5 separate regions of the Mus musculus genome follow, and all the other regions are linked to region 5. Evidence: chromatin contacts called from public HiChIP or PLAC-seq, capture Hi-C and promoter capture Hi-C data. All regions are on one chromosome and are shown on one strand. The core of a region is the stretch at or near the end of the contact, and the rest is flanking DNA. Distances in the headings are between cores, read along the strand shown. Region 1 has its middle 83 kb from the start of Qpct. Region 2 has its middle 130 kb from the start of Qpct. Region 3 overlaps Qpct (glutaminyl-peptide cyclotransferase (glutaminyl cyclase)). Region 4 holds the start of Qpct (glutaminyl-peptide cyclotransferase (glutaminyl cyclase)). Region 5 holds the start of Cyp1b1 (cytochrome P450, family 1, subfamily b, polypeptide 1).

Evidence for each region. Promoter capture Hi-C pulls out the DNA fragments that hold promoters and counts their contacts. HiChIP or PLAC-seq counts read pairs in DNA pulled down with a chosen protein or histone mark. Capture Hi-C pulls out chosen DNA fragments and counts their contacts.
Region 1: an H3K27ac HiChIP or PLAC-seq map of embryonic stem cells shows a contact between it and region 5, with 4 times the contacts expected there. The contact joins the enhancer-like site here to the promoter of Cyp1b1 in region 5. A contact is called at or near these places in 9 of 39 promoter capture datasets (the 3T3-L1 cell line, 3T3-L1-derived adipocytes, cranial neural crest and 4 more), 1 of 484 Hi-C or Micro-C datasets (embryonic stem cells), 2 of 115 datasets of contacts at active chromatin or transcription factors (embryonic stem cells and stem cell-derived neural progenitor cells) and 2 of 9 other capture datasets (embryonic stem cells and liver).
Region 2: an HNF4G HiChIP or PLAC-seq map of pancreatic cancer cells shows a contact between it and region 5. The contact joins the enhancer-like site here to the promoter of Cyp1b1 in region 5. A contact is called at or near these places in 4 of 39 promoter capture datasets (embryonic stem cells, hippocampal neurons and liver), 2 of 115 datasets of contacts at active chromatin or transcription factors (embryonic forebrain and pancreatic cancer cells) and 1 of 9 other capture datasets (adipose tissue).
Region 3: a contact with region 5 is called in a promoter capture Hi-C map of liver, with 4 times the contacts expected there. The contact joins the enhancer-like site here to the promoter of Cyp1b1 in region 5. A contact is called at or near these places in 4 of 39 promoter capture datasets (cranial neural crest, embryonic stem cells, hippocampal neurons and 1 more), 1 of 484 Hi-C or Micro-C datasets (bone marrow-derived macrophages), 4 of 115 datasets of contacts at active chromatin or transcription factors (astrocytes, bone marrow-derived macrophages, embryonic stem cells and 1 more) and 2 of 9 other capture datasets (adipose tissue and liver).
Region 4: a contact with region 5 is called in a capture Hi-C map of macrophages, with 8 times the contacts expected there. The contact joins the promoter of Qpct here to the promoter of Cyp1b1 in region 5. A contact is called at or near these places in 5 of 39 promoter capture datasets (cranial neural crest, embryonic stem cells, hippocampal neurons and 2 more), 1 of 484 Hi-C or Micro-C datasets (bone marrow-derived macrophages), 4 of 115 datasets of contacts at active chromatin or transcription factors (astrocytes, bone marrow-derived macrophages, embryonic hindbrain and 1 more) and 2 of 9 other capture datasets (adipose tissue and macrophages).

The regions. Positions count from the first base shown.
Region 1 is chr17:79,133,831-79,136,530 of GRCm38.p6, reverse strand. No RefSeq gene overlaps it. Among named protein-coding and RNA genes, the nearest start is that of Qpct, 83 kb to the right of the region's middle. Within about 2 kb of position 1,265, at least 39 of the 459 cell types and tissues checked have an H3K27ac peak or open chromatin away from gene starts, as enhancers often do. A contact at or near this core is called in embryonic stem cells, where this site is marked.
Region 2 is chr17:79,179,061-79,181,760 of GRCm38.p6, reverse strand. No RefSeq gene overlaps it. Among named protein-coding and RNA genes, the nearest start is that of Qpct, 130 kb to the right of the region's middle. Within about 2 kb of position 1,295, at least 20 of the 459 cell types and tissues checked have an H3K27ac peak or open chromatin away from gene starts, as enhancers often do. A contact at or near this core is called in pancreatic cancer cells, where this site is marked.
Region 3 is chr17:79,067,885-79,070,584 of GRCm38.p6, reverse strand. All of the region lies in intron 2 of Qpct (glutaminyl-peptide cyclotransferase (glutaminyl cyclase)), which reads right to left. Among named protein-coding and RNA genes, the nearest start is that of Qpct, 17 kb to the right of the region's middle. Within about 2 kb of position 1,329, at least 78 of the 459 cell types and tissues checked have an H3K27ac peak or open chromatin away from gene starts, as enhancers often do. A contact at or near this core is called in adipose tissue, liver and neural tube, where this site is marked.
Region 4 is chr17:79,050,618-79,053,417 of GRCm38.p6, reverse strand. Qpct (glutaminyl-peptide cyclotransferase (glutaminyl cyclase)) reads right to left here and starts at 1,512. Exons shown (of 7, transcript NM_027455.3): 1 at 1,030-1,512. The coding sequence starts at 1,152.
Region 5 is chr17:79,713,617-79,716,365 of GRCm38.p6, reverse strand. It overlaps Cyp1b1 (cytochrome P450, family 1, subfamily b, polypeptide 1), which reads left to right and starts at 1,305. Exons shown (of 3, transcript NM_009994.2): 1 at 1,305-1,679; 2 at 2,054-2,749. The coding sequence starts at 2,055. RefSeq lists enhancers at 280-308, 421-450, 441-471, 234-502 and promoters at 234-1,432, 1-1,438.

The DNA.
Region 1 (2,700 bases), core at 16-2,515, 580 kb after region 5:
AGCATCCATGACTTAGGGCACGCATCCCGGTGCCCTGACTGGAGTCTAGAGGACATTCATGAGAAAGGACACCTGGTAGGTAATAATTGCCAGCTGGAATCTTTTATTTCTCTTTTAATATTGACCTAGTACCAGTGTGCCTGGTCCCAAACCCACAGTAGGATATTGTGCCCTCCTGCTTGACAGCAAATGCATTCAAACCACACCTACACTTTAAAAAGTGAAATAAAAGGTTTTTCTTAAATTTATACTCCCATCAAGTTGTTTTTACTTTCCTTTACTACCAGATTTTAAAACTTTTTTTGCTCTGTCTCTGAATAAATTAAAGCTAAGGTTCACTTAAGTCATTATCCCAGGGATGGCATTTACAAAAGTTAACAACTGAAATATCATTAACCCAGATGGAATATGCACGGCCCGGAGTGGCAGCATCCAGGCAGAGGCAGTGAGGCTGTGCACGGGGCTCCAGTGAACATCGGTCCCTCGCCAGCTCTCCAGGGTTGATCAGTGAGGCATCCAGTCTAAGCCCAGGACATGAGTCAGAGCTTCCTGTTTCCCTGTTGCCTTACAGTTCTTGCCCCAAGTCTTCAACCCCTTGTTCTGGCTTAGAAAACCTAAGACAAGTCATCCTTACCCCCATGCTCCTGGCTTCCGCTGAAATCCAGGCTCCACCTCTCCCCTAAGAAATCTCAGACCACTCAACTACAGGGAGCTGTTGAAGCATATGTTCTAAAAAGATACATTGAAGACCTGACCCATGGACTTCCAAATGTAGCTCTGTCAGTAGGACAGTCGCATGTAACATAATGATGAGGCTATACTGTAATAGAAATAATTCTAATAGAAATGGTTCCTTCTAAGAAAAGAGAAACTGGGGTACACACATAATATGGTTCCAGAACAGAAGCAGGGACTAGTGCACAGCTCTAAGACCCAGAAAGCATGGGCTGCCAGAGCAGCGAGAGGAAAGAGAAGGCCTCCAACTCTTTAGCATTCAGAGGAAACAAGGCTCTGCCCAACCTTATAGTTGAGACTTTCAGCCTCCAGGCCTGCAAATGAACAGAATTCATTTGGATATCTCAGTTAATTTGCAAAACCCTTTACAATTGAATAAGAAAAGCAAGGCCTCTCTTCTTTCTTTCACAACTAGCTTCCTCCAGCTTCTAATGGTCCTTTGTTTTGCCCTCACAGAATCTCAGACTCTCAACCTAAAACACACCTCTTTTGTATTTTGAGATGCAAGTTAGACCTTGGGATGGGTGTAATGAGAAACATTCCCAAGGCATTTGAACACATGGTCCCCAGTTGGTGGTACTCTTCAGGGAGGCAGAGCCTTACTGAAGGAAGTCCAGGCATGTCACTAGACATGGCTTGGGGAGCTTACAGCCTCACCCCGTCTTCCTGTTCACTCTGTCTTCTACATGTGGGTGAAAATGTTGAAGCTAATTTCCCTGGTCCATCTGCCTGCTGCCATGCCTCCACTGACCTGATTGGTCCCCTTCCTGAATCATATGTAAAAAAAAAAAAAAAAAAAAAAAACTCTTCCTCCCATAATTCACTTTTGACTATGTTTCATCACAGCAACAAAAAGTAACTGGTACAGAGCTAAAAGGGAAAGCCTGGTTTTGTTTTGTTTTGTTTTGTTTAATTACAATGTAACACATTTGACAGCCCCATGTGATCCTCTTAGAAATGCATTGCACCATTCTTTAGAATACTTTACTTGAGGGAACAAGTCATAACAAGCCAAATGCTGTAATTCTTCTGTAGACATTCAACACTAATGTTTCTGGAGACATTTAGCTTTCTCTGACTTTTGTACATATTTCATTCAGCTATGCAACTGCATCATTTAGATGTATCCTAGACATAATTTTATAAAATTAAAAAAATTTTTTATCTAGTGGATGTATGTGAGTGGGTGGGTAAAAGTGGTATGTAATCTATAGATAATTACTACTAAAGGTTAGTTTGTACACTTATTCACAGCATGAGAGGTCTGAAAGTTTAATCTGCACATATAACCTATTCCAGTGATCTCGTTATTCCCACCAGGTGACAATAAGACCACTACCACAATTGATGAGCCAAATTTGAAGCAAGCTTCGTTAAGTACTGCCCAGGATGATGGACAGTTGGCCAGGTTCATACCCAGGATTCCCAGAGAATTATCACAAATTACAGTCTGGTGCTTATAAAGGCAAAACCCACAAGGCTATGTACTTCCCACTTTCGTCCAACCAGGGGCAAGCACACATCCTGACATACTTCCTGCCTACATACTACATGCATGATCTGTAAGACTCTAGTAAGCCTTTGCTTACGGGGACCCCATAATTGAACAACACGGAACCGTTGCAAAAAGCAAGAGAAATTTATTGTTCCAACACATTGGGATTGCCCTGCGCATGGAGAAAGAGAATGACCAGCTCGTCTGGGAAGCCTTTCTACAGTTCTCAAGGCAGCAGCCATTAGGCACAATGTGATTGGCAGAACAGCGTGACTTTTAAGCTGATTGGTGTTTAGGGAATGAGGTAGGTCAGGAAATGTGGCTGCGAGTTCCGTTCCGGGCCTCCCCTACCCTCCTGGGTCCCTCCTCCCTGTGGTCTGAGGAATGTAATGAGCCCCTCCGTTCCCCAACCCTCCTCAGTCCCTCCTCCCTGAGGTCTGAGGAATGTAATTAGCCCCTCCCTTCTGGAG
Region 2 (2,700 bases), core at 46-2,545, 530 kb after region 5:
TGGCAAACACAGAAGTGGATGCTCACAGTCATCTATTGGATGGGACACAGGGCCCCCAATAGAGGAGCTAGAGAAAGTACCCAAGGAGCTAAAGGGATCTGCAACCCTATAGGTGGAACAACAATATGAACTAACCAGTACCCCCCAGAACTCGTGTCTCTAGCTGCATATGTAGCAGAAGATGACCTATTCAGCCATCATTGGGAAGAGAGGCCCCTTGGTCTTGCAAACTTTATATGCCCCAGTACAGGGGAAACACCAGGGCCAAGAAATGGGAGTGGGTGGGTAGGGGAGTGGGAGGGGAGGGTATAAGGGACTTTCAGGATAGCATTTGAAATGTAAATGAAGTAAATACCTAATAAAAAAAATTGGGAAAAAGAAAAAGGAATCATGTCTCCAAATATTAAGGTGGAGCATGATCAAGGAAAACACCTGGTGTGGTCTTTCTCCTCCATGTGTATACATACACACAAACGCAACACACAGACACACACACACACACACACACACTTCCCACCCTTTGCCATGCCACAGTCAGAAAGCAAAGTCTGTACTACCGAATGGCTAGTTATCCCAAACTCAATTCCGGCCAATACAATCAAAGTCTATATCACATAAGCGGTTGTCTCTGTATAGTGTGCCGAAATGCAATATTACACTGAAAGTAACCCAAAGGGCCAGATACTGTTTGGACTTCAGGATCATGTTTCTAGAATGATGGGAACATAAGTGGATCCCAACCCCCAAATACATACCATGGTCTACACACTATAAAAAATTTATTAGGTGAGCCCACTTTAGGGTAGTGCTACATTCTTGAGCTGGCAGTGATCTTGATTTCCATCAGGAACAAGCTGACTTAAAATACAGTCCTTGAAAGGATTTACCCCAGACCCCCAGGAAAAAGAGCTTGTTGGCTGCCAAGCCATTTCAGGAGAGAATTCAGTTGCTCTGGAAACAGGTCTTGACAATGGCTGTGTGTGCCAAAGGGCTGAGCTTGCAGAGGGCACTGGGTTCCCGCCTCTTGAGTGATCTTAGGGCTTTGCTCTCCAAACAGATGACTTCATTCTGACAACAATGTTTATTTTCTGAGGAGCTGCCAGTTCATGCACATTATAAAATAAATTCTCTCATTGACATTGGAGGGACAGGAAATACAAACACAGCCTTTATTAAAAGTATGTGAATTGGAAAAGGTAAGCTGGAAAAGAAACAAGGTTTCTCCCAAAAAAAGAACGGTGGTAACTATGGAAACTAACTACCCAATCAGCAACTATTTCATCAGCTTCCATATTAATTAAGTGTGTATAGCTACACACAACTCCTTTATTGTAGGGAATCTTACCTCAGCTTGAATAAGGTGTTTTGAAGATTAGGCTCCAATAATGTCCACATTTTTCTCTTTAATTCCTGTAAATCTAGCTCCACTAAAGGAAGAAGAGACACTGGTCCTTACCAAAGGCTCATGGTGTTTTTAACCCATGTCCCCATCCCACAAGAGATACCAAGGGCATTGGGAGTAGGTAAGGAAGTGTTGTGGATGGGCTTGGTGCTGTTTGTATGCTAATTCCACTCTCCTGGGTGGGGTCGTGGACAAGGAGTGAGTTACACATACTCAGATGACTTCTTGTAAACCAATTCCCTAATAAATAAAAGAGCCAACCACTGGGCAAGTAGAAGGGACTTCCAGGTTGGAGAGAAGAAGAGAGGAAGCAGGAGAGAGTTAGGTCTTTTTGGACGGGGATAGTATGAGCACAAGATGTAGCTAGAGTTTCCCTGTTATCATGGCAGATCCAGCAGGATTCGCTTCCGGAGGAATCAGATTGAATAGGGTTTACAAGATAAGGTTTTAGTTGTTGTGCCCAGAGATTGAGTTGCCATTGTTTCTGAACTAAGTCTATATGGTGTTTTCCTTCACATGGTGGTTCAACTGAGTTCAAGAGAGAAAGGTAGGGTGACAAAGTGTTGGTTTGTCAGATGTGCACCACCAGGGCTGTGGGGGATTTGAAGCATGGGGTTAGCATGGTAGCAACCCACCAGTGGGAACCTAGTGAGCTGGGTGGAGAGATTGTGGAGTTCTGAGTCAGTCTCCATGAGATAAAAACAGGTTGGCCATTGCCCGCCAGTGCATGGCTGGCCAGGCCGCAGGGGCAGAGAGTTGTTGGCACAGCACAGACATGTGCCAGTTCTCTTTTTTTTTAAGTATTTCCCGCAACAAGGAAGAGTCTTGTATAGCTTCCCTCTCCTTTCCGAGCAACCAGAGGCACAATAGATGGCTTCTTCTCCTCAGTGATGTTTGGCCTCACACCCAGCTGTAAATACATATGAAAAATGTAGAGAAGATGATCCTGTACATCATTAACTCTAAACACATGCGCTCCTTTGGATGACTTCCTTTACATCAGACAACTTCACGCATCTCCTGTGAATGTCCAGACAGCTTATGTCCGGTCTTTCCTTGGCTCTTATGCATACTACCCCTCCCTCTTCCCTTTCTTCTCCTCTCCCTCCTTCTCGTCCTCCTACGCCCTCAACCTCTTCCTCCCTCGCAATAATATCACAATGATGAAGGTCACTTTTAACTCACAGATTTGACCCATGGATTTGTTGACCTCTACTCTACATTATGTCACAGGGGTTCTGACACCTCACGCTTAAAGGATGTAGGCCACCACATGCCGTCCAAGCTTCAGTCAAGCA
Region 3 (2,700 bases), core at 80-2,579, 650 kb after region 5:
TTTTGCTGCTGTTGGAACAACATTCAGGCCAGGCTGGACTGAAAAATGGCGGCATGATCAGGCCCCAGGCTAGCACAGAATTTATGGTAATCCTCCTTCCTCCTCATTCCAAGCACTAGGATTAACGGCAGACATGCCTTGCATGTTTACTGATAGTAATAACGTTACTACTAGTTGTTATTTTTAGTTAGTAGCAGCTTCTCGTTGAAAGGAGAGACTAGTCTCCCCCAGTCCTAACCTTTCGCCTACTTATTCATCCCGTTCAGTTGTCAATATTTACCAACACTAGCAACCTGATGGGGATCTTTCTACAGACTTCTCTTTGATTGTGCAAACCTCACCAGCATACAAGCGCGTATATTTGAAAGAGGAGTGTGTTCTTTTGCAGGGAAAGCAGCCTACTTTACTTAACAATCTGTCATGGGCACATCTACAGCTCAGGGAGCAAGTTCAGCTCAGCGCCCCTAAAGACTACTTCTAACATTTGTAACAAGCCGGGGTGCTCTCTTTGAGAAAGTAAGCATAGCAGATCTGTAAACCTCCACTCCAAGCTTTCGAAGAATCACAAATGGCAGCTGTGGGCGTATGTGCACGTGTGCCAAGTGCACAGAATGCTCTCCAAGCCCTGAAATGCTTCCAGAGTAGTAGGGGAAACATATGAGCACCCACCTACTGAGGGCTGTAGGGAAAGTCCCCATAGCAACGGATAGATGGGTATACGGTCAGACCCTACCCACAGTAAGAATCAATAAGCAACTCTCATCCCAGCTTTCATTTTGTATCCAAGGTAGGTCCAGATCTGAAGCTCAGAGAAATCTCTCAGCACTGCCTCATGGACACATTGGACCTTCTAGGCAGCATGGGGACAGTAGCAGGAATCGGGAAGAAAGGCCCACCATGACAGAGACTGACAGTGTCTTCCTTAGGGATGTAAAATGTGTGACCTGAGAAGTTTGGAATGAGCTTGACACTGTCTCACTCTGCTCTTTTTTTCCTGTCCTTATTTTTCCTTGGACTTGTTCCTCACTCCATTTCTTTGTTTCCCTCCAGTGTTGTTTCCATCTTTGTAAGGTGCCTTATTAAAACACATTCCTAAACCTCAGATCACAAATGAGCCATTAGAATCACTGACAGTTTGTCCCACCATTAACATCTAGACAGGAGGGACCTTGAGATAAATGAGCAAATAACTCACAATAGCTGGAAACAAATGGGAGGGTTTTGTTCCTCCCAAAGAAATACAGGATTTTCTATTCTGGCCAAGTCTTGTGTGGCCTACAGCCTGCTGATGTAACATGACACACAGGCCCAGAGAGCTTTGCACAAATTCCAGCAGGAGGCTTCCAAGGAGAGGGGAAACTTACACAGAGTGGGTGGAGGCTCTGCGGCACACCATCGACCCTGAGAAAGCCAAATAGACAGATCCCTTTGTTGTGTGTGGCTGGTAGACTTTAACCCAGACAGCGCTCTGCATCCCTTACCTTGCTTTACAGCTGCTACTCTACAGACATGCTCTTTTTCTATTCATCAAAAGAAACGCTTAGAGCCTTTCCACAACCAGCTCCCTTATTTTGTTATTCCCCACAAGTCCTATACTGTGCTTTTGTTCACAGTGTTCTACCGCAGGGAACTTGAATTGACTGTAGCAGAAAATGGGAGTTAATGTGATGAGGATACATAAAATCACATGACACAGATCGTTCATTGTTTCACTATCGAGGGAGATCGCTGTGCATCTACGACGAGGTTTTCTAAAGAAGATAAAAAAATGAGTTATCCCTAGACTTTGTTTAACTCCAGCACATCTGGAGTCCAGATGATAAACTGCTCCATAAAATGGCTTCTTACCACCGATGGTAGCCAGGGAGATGCACTGAGATTTTAAAGGATCTGTTGAAGGTTATCTGCTAGCATTGTGCAGAAGTTTCACCCAGAACCTCATTCCTCAACTCAATTCCCCCACCCTGGGCAATGACTCCTAACATTCCTATGTATACTGACTTCCACGAAAGATATCACCAAGAGCCCCAAACAGCTGTCTCTGAAGTAACCTTTTTGTATACAAAATAAATATTTTCATTTATCTTAGTAACCAGGATGAAATTAGGACACCAGTACTCAGTGGTGTCTTGAGCTTTCAGATTTATTTAGGCTCCATGTCTCCACCAGAAGGCTCTGAAGGAGATTTCCCAAACCACTGCTTTTTATCACAATATTCCTAAAGTCTAAGCAGCAGTTCACGCTTGACTCCGAGGGATCAAAGGTTGGGCCTCCAGGCGTGATGAGGGGTCAGGCTAGAGAGACTACCATTTGGCATTCTGATTCTGGGTGAGGCAGTAGAGGAAGCTATTCTGGGGTAACGTTAGTACTTGGTCCTAGGTGTGATGGGGTTATGCGTAAATTCTAATTTTGGGTATCTGAGAAATGGTGCTGTCAGCCGCAGATCAGGATTGCTCTGGGGAAGTAGACTCTCCAGTGTGTGCAACTAAATCTGCAAATGCACTGTTGTGAGGGTCCTGGCCCTGCCACTTTTTCCAGTTAACTCTTTTCTAGACTATCTCTACACAAGGCTCTGGGGATCCAAGCTGACCATACTCCACACAGGGTTCTCCATTGGTAACTGTACACCAACAATAACAATACCTACATACCTTTCACAGAAATTCAGTTTTGACTTTCCACACTCTGTGCATCCCTGAT
Region 4 (2,800 bases), core at 263-2,762, 660 kb after region 5:
TCTACTCAACGGCTTGAGAAGTACTTCCCAGCCTCTGGGGGAAGCCGTTTGACTCATTCTGGAGAGACTGAAGTTGTACGGTGTTGACTTCCCACACCCACTCCAGACTCCCCGTGTAAATGGGGATCTGTTGTGAGTCCTGAAAAGAAGTTGGCTATGCTTGAGCTCACCTGAAGTGGGCCATTCATACACTAGTGCATGAAACTAGCTGGGAATGAGCATGTTGGACGTGCAGAAACGCTAAAAGCACTTAAAGTACTTGTTTAGTAATGTCGCGCGCAAGGTTCTATCCCTAGACTGATGCTTTTCCTAGTTTCTTTAAAGACATGCCATTTTATTCCCAAACCGTCATCGTTTGCACAGCTCGTAGCAATTTCATGATTTCAAAACTGTTGCACAAGAAAAGGAAGTAATTGTGAATCTATTTTCTTCACACAAAGCGACTTGGCAAATCATTTTTATTCTGAATTCCTTAAATGAGATTTCCACAACTGAATTCATTTATCTGAAAACAGCGTGCGTCTCTTTTAAATATTTAACAATATGCTGGCGCTGAGTCCACCAGGAAACTCAATCCCCATGTAGCATCCTTGAATGCTGTAGTTGGGCATCCATGGGGACACCCCTAGACGCGCGGTCTAGGCATCCAGGAGCAAGCGCGGGGAGCGCGGAGCTCGCGGGTCGCGATTGGGCAGTGGCGCCCCCATGTCCCTGTTCTTGCACAGCCAGCGAGACATACTTCCTGTGCCTATCAGCAGCACCACCACCCCCCATCAGAGCGCAGCCAAAGGGAGGCGGGTGACATCACTCAGCCCCCAGGCGACACTAGCGCAGCCCCGAGACCAGCCCTGGCGCCCAGACTTGGGAGAGAGAGCACTGGTTCCCAGGAGTTGGGTGAGGACTTGGTGCCTGAGCAGGGGGACAGCATCCCTGACCCGCCTCCCGCTAGTCCAAGAGAAGGTGGCCGAGTCCCAGGTCCTGGCACCCTCCAACGCCACTCAAGTTCAGAACGCAGCAGTGGCCCCTCACCTTCTCCTGCGTCCAGGCAGCGGAGACCAGACTCAGATTCCCAGCTGTCAGAGACAGGACGGTCGCCTGCAGTAGCAGCAGGTGGAGAGTGCCCACGACGAGCTTGTCTTCGCTGCCTGCCATCTCTGCAAGAGTGTGTGGGCGTGGATTCCCGGGGCCGCCAGCGGTCACGAGCCCGGGAACGCGCGCCGGTCGCCCTGCCTTCTCCCTTCTCCACCCCTGGATTGATTGTGTCTGCCTCCCAGTCGCCTCCTGTGGCCTCCCGCTGTGCAGCGCAAGCACAAACCAGCAGTCCTCTCCCAGAAGCCTGGAAGCCAGGGGACTGAGCTTCCCTGGGTGACAGGAGCTTTGGAATCCAAGGGACAAAGAAAACACTTCCTTATTTTAGAAAGGATGGAGGGAAAAAAGGAAGGGAGGGAGGGAGGGAGAGAGAGGGAGGAAAGAAGGAAGGAAGGAAGGAAGGAAGGAAGGAAGGAAGGAAGGAAGGAAGGAAGGAAGGAAGGAAGGAAGGAAGGAAGGAAGGAAGGACAAGGAAAAGCCTTCCTGTAGTCCATAGATACGAAAAGAGTTTACCAGGCCCTGGGGGCTATAAGTGGTTTTCTGCACCTATTCACCATGACACTCAGACAAAATCAATATTTGTGCAATGCTCTGTACAAGGCACCGTCCCAGGTTCTAGGTGGTCTGAGACCTAGAGGAAGGGGGCGCTGGACTGGAAGGTTCTGGGAAAAGTGTTCGCTCTAGAACAGTGGTTCTCAGCCTCCCTAATGCTCAGACCCTTTAATACAATTCCTCATGTTGTGGTGATCCTCAACCATACAATTATTTTCGTTGCTACTTCATAATTGCAGTTTTTACTACTGCTATGAATTGTAATGTGACTATCTGATATGCAGGCTATCTATCTGATCTGTGACCCCTGCGAGAGGGTTGTTAGATCCGCAGGTTGAGAACCGCCACTCTAGAAGCTACCATTTTTATCTTGTGTCCCTTTTCTCGAAAATAGTTATCTTTCCTTTAAGAGACAGCCCACTGTATGCCCAAACTGACAGGTAAGGTTGAAATAATTACTGAAATATGTGAGATTTAAAATATTACAGTTGTCCCAAAAGTAATTATTTCTTATGACTGTCTCTAAAAGGAAAAGCCCAAGTAAAATTTTAGGGAGTCCTCTTCTTCCACCAGCCTTTTCACTGGGCAGTCAACCAACCACAAATCAAAAGCAACGGGGTTTGTATCAGTGCTGTACACGAACATCCACACCCACACACCATATTCTTTAAAGAATGTAATACTTATTGCATGTCATCAAACATTATAAGCAAATTAGGAATGATTTAAAGTCTATGGGAAGATGTTCATTTTATATGTAAATTTATGGCATTTCTATATAAGGGATACAGTGCATGTCCTTGGATTATGATATGGAGAGGGTAATACTAAAAACCATCTCCTGCAGGCAACCCTAGGGGCTAGGTTTTTTGGTTTTTGGAGTTTTGTGGGGTTTTTTTTTGCATCATAAATCATTATTATCTAGATAATCCCATCTTACAAATAAAAACAAGCAAATAAGCTGACTAGATCTGGGTCTCATGTAAAGCACATGTGTATAGTCCTCAGGACTGCAGGAGAAGTGGGGGGTGGGGGGCAATCAGAGCTGACAGGGTAGTTCAGTGGTAGGGTACTTTAAACCTCGGTTTCAATTCTCAGCACTGCAGAAAAGAAAAACCGGGGAAAGGGTATATTTAGTTCATAGGTTTCTGGCCTAAAT
Region 5 (2,749 bases), core at 56-2,555:
CACCAATGACCTGGGGCTACAATTCTTCCTTTATTAGAAGCAGTCTACCTCTTTCTTGGGTTGCCTTTTCCAGAGCCTAACAGAAACCTTGTTCTCTCAGGTGTTTTGCACGATACCTTGCATTGACCATAAACAAGAGCAGTTGCTTCCCAGGCCTTTTGACATCCTTGGCTTTCTCTTTGAAGAAAGCGTCCCCGAAGCTAGTTTGGGAAACAAGCTGAGTGAGTGGGGGTCGACCAGTTGGCTGCGATCGAGCATCCTCAGGGCAGGCCCTGCGGGCGGCAGCTGTGCGTGCGCCGCCAAGGGTGGTGGCGGCAGGCACCCCGCCCTTGGCCGCCGCCTCGGCGTGTCAGGTGTCGTGAGAAACGCGGGAGGGGCGGCCGCGAGCAGCGCCCAGGGAGATGACTGGAGCCGACTTCCCAGAAGCGGCGCACGCAAGGCACAGCTCCGCACGCAAGGGGGAGGCGACAGCAGAAACTTTTCAACCCAACCGTTTGTTGGCGTACAGAGCCGCCTCCTCCTCCCACTCACCGCCCCCTCTCGGGTCTGGCGCTCCAGGACTGTCTCTGGTGCCCAAGCTTGGATCACTGCCTGGGGCGACCTGAGCTGTCACGCGTGTCCAGCAGGTGGCAGAGTTCCTGTCGTTTCAACGCGGGAAGCCTTGCCTTCTGAGAGCTTTGTGTGCAGAAGGATGGTGCACGCCTTGGGGCGGGAGAACTTTAAAGGTTTCCAAATCTCAGAGGTAGAGATCTGTGCACACAAAGGGCCGCGGCCGTGGGGCCAAATGCTTTGTAAAACCTTAAGATAAAGATAAATGCAAGGCAAACCAAGCTGTCCTGATATTAAAATAGCAAGTTTCTTTTCCTGGCTCGGTGCCTAAGGATCATGAGCAAGGCACCAAACTCGAGTCACCTGGAGGAGGAGGGCGTGCTCCTGGTTGAGCTTTGCTCCAGCGCGCAGAGGCGTTGGAAATTCTGTCCCAAGCTCGGTTCTGAGGAAAGCGTGGGGGTCTTGACTGGGGGGTGGGGGGTGGGGAGGATGACTGACGACAAGCCCTTGTCGCCAAAGGAAAACTTTACAAGGCGGATCCTAACAAAGCTGCCAGCTATTGTTTCAGGAGGGTCCCAGCCAGAGGCGCGGATTTCCCACTGGACCACCCTGGGTCACTAAGCACGGATGTGAGACCCAACTCACAGATCTGTGGATTTTCGCAGTGCGTCCCGCCCCTCACGCCCCACCCCCTAAGGTCCCGCTTCCTCCAGTCTCTACCCAGTCCTTAAAACCCCGGAGTAGAGGGATGGCGCATCGCCTCTGGGGTGCGTTGCAGACACCTCTGCGACGCCAGCTTGAAAACTGCCAGCGGGCTGGGATTTAACTCCACTTTATCAACTCCCACCCCCGACCCTTCTCAACTGCAACCCCAACTCCGTGAGAAAGCCCTGACTTTGCGGGGTCCCAGGTGCAAACTTGAGACACTTTTGTCCCTGTCCTCCATCCTAATCTAAGTTTAGGCTCTGATTGAGTCAAGAGTAGGTGCTAAAGCAGCGGGCCTCAGGTGTCTAGGTCTCGGGGTCCCTGGGGACTCTCAGGTTGAAGCCTTGCCAGAATCTGGGCAGAGGCTCCAGAGCTTCTCCCAGATCCCGCTGCTCTACACCGCTGGAAACCACGCTTCATCGCAGGTCAGTCTGTCCGCGGAGCCACTTTCCTGAGGTCTCTTCAGGGCAGTTCTTGAAGGTCAGGGGTGGGGGTATTAGGTACTTTAAAAGAAACCTGCCTCAGTGTCTGCCACCCACCGGCATTGTGTCGGAATTCTGGGAACCGTTAGGCAGCTGGGGATTTGGAAGCCGATAGGTCTCTGCTGGAGGCTGAGTTGGGTAGGAAACATAGTTTTAAGCATCTTGCCCAGAAAGCTAGCCTTTACCTGAATTATGCACTGCCTCCTCTCTACTCAATCCCAGGGTAAAGCCCCATGCTGGGGCCGAGACGCGGGACGGAGGGCACTCTTTTTTTCCTTTGCACACCTGAGTTTCACGGTTTGCCTTTGTGTCCCCAGCATGGCCACCAGCCTTAGTGCAGACAGTCCACAGCAGCTGAGCTCGCTGTCTACCCAGCAGACCACTCTTCTGCTACTCTTCTCCGTCCTGGCCGCCGTGCACTTAGGCCAGTGGCTGCTGCGACAGTGGCAACGGAAACCGTGGTCCTCGCCCCCAGGTCCCTTTCCTTGGCCACTGATCGGAAACGCGGCGGCTGTTGGCCAGGCGTCGCACTTGTACTTCGCTCGCCTTGCAAGGCGCTATGGCGACGTTTTCCAGATCCGTCTGGGCAGCTGTCCCGTGGTGGTGCTGAATGGAGAGAGTGCCATCCACCAGGCCCTGGTGCAGCAGGGCAGCATCTTCGCGGACCGGCCGCCCTTCGCCTCTTTCCGTGTGGTGTCTGGTGGCCGCAGTCTGGCGTTCGGTCACTACTCTGAGCACTGGAAGACGCAGCGACGCTCGGCCTATAGCACGATGCGTGCTTTCTCCACGCGCCACCCGCGCAGTCGCGGTCTTCTCGAGGGCCACGCGCTGGCAGAGGCTCGAGAATTGGTGGCAGTGCTGGTGCGGCGCTGTGCGGGCGGCGCCTTCCTCGATCCAACGCAGCCGGTCATTGTGGCGGTGGCCAACGTCATGAGCGCTGTGTGCTTCGGCTGTCGGTACAACCACGACGATGCGGAGTTCCTAGAGCTGCTCAGCCACAATGAGGAGTTCGG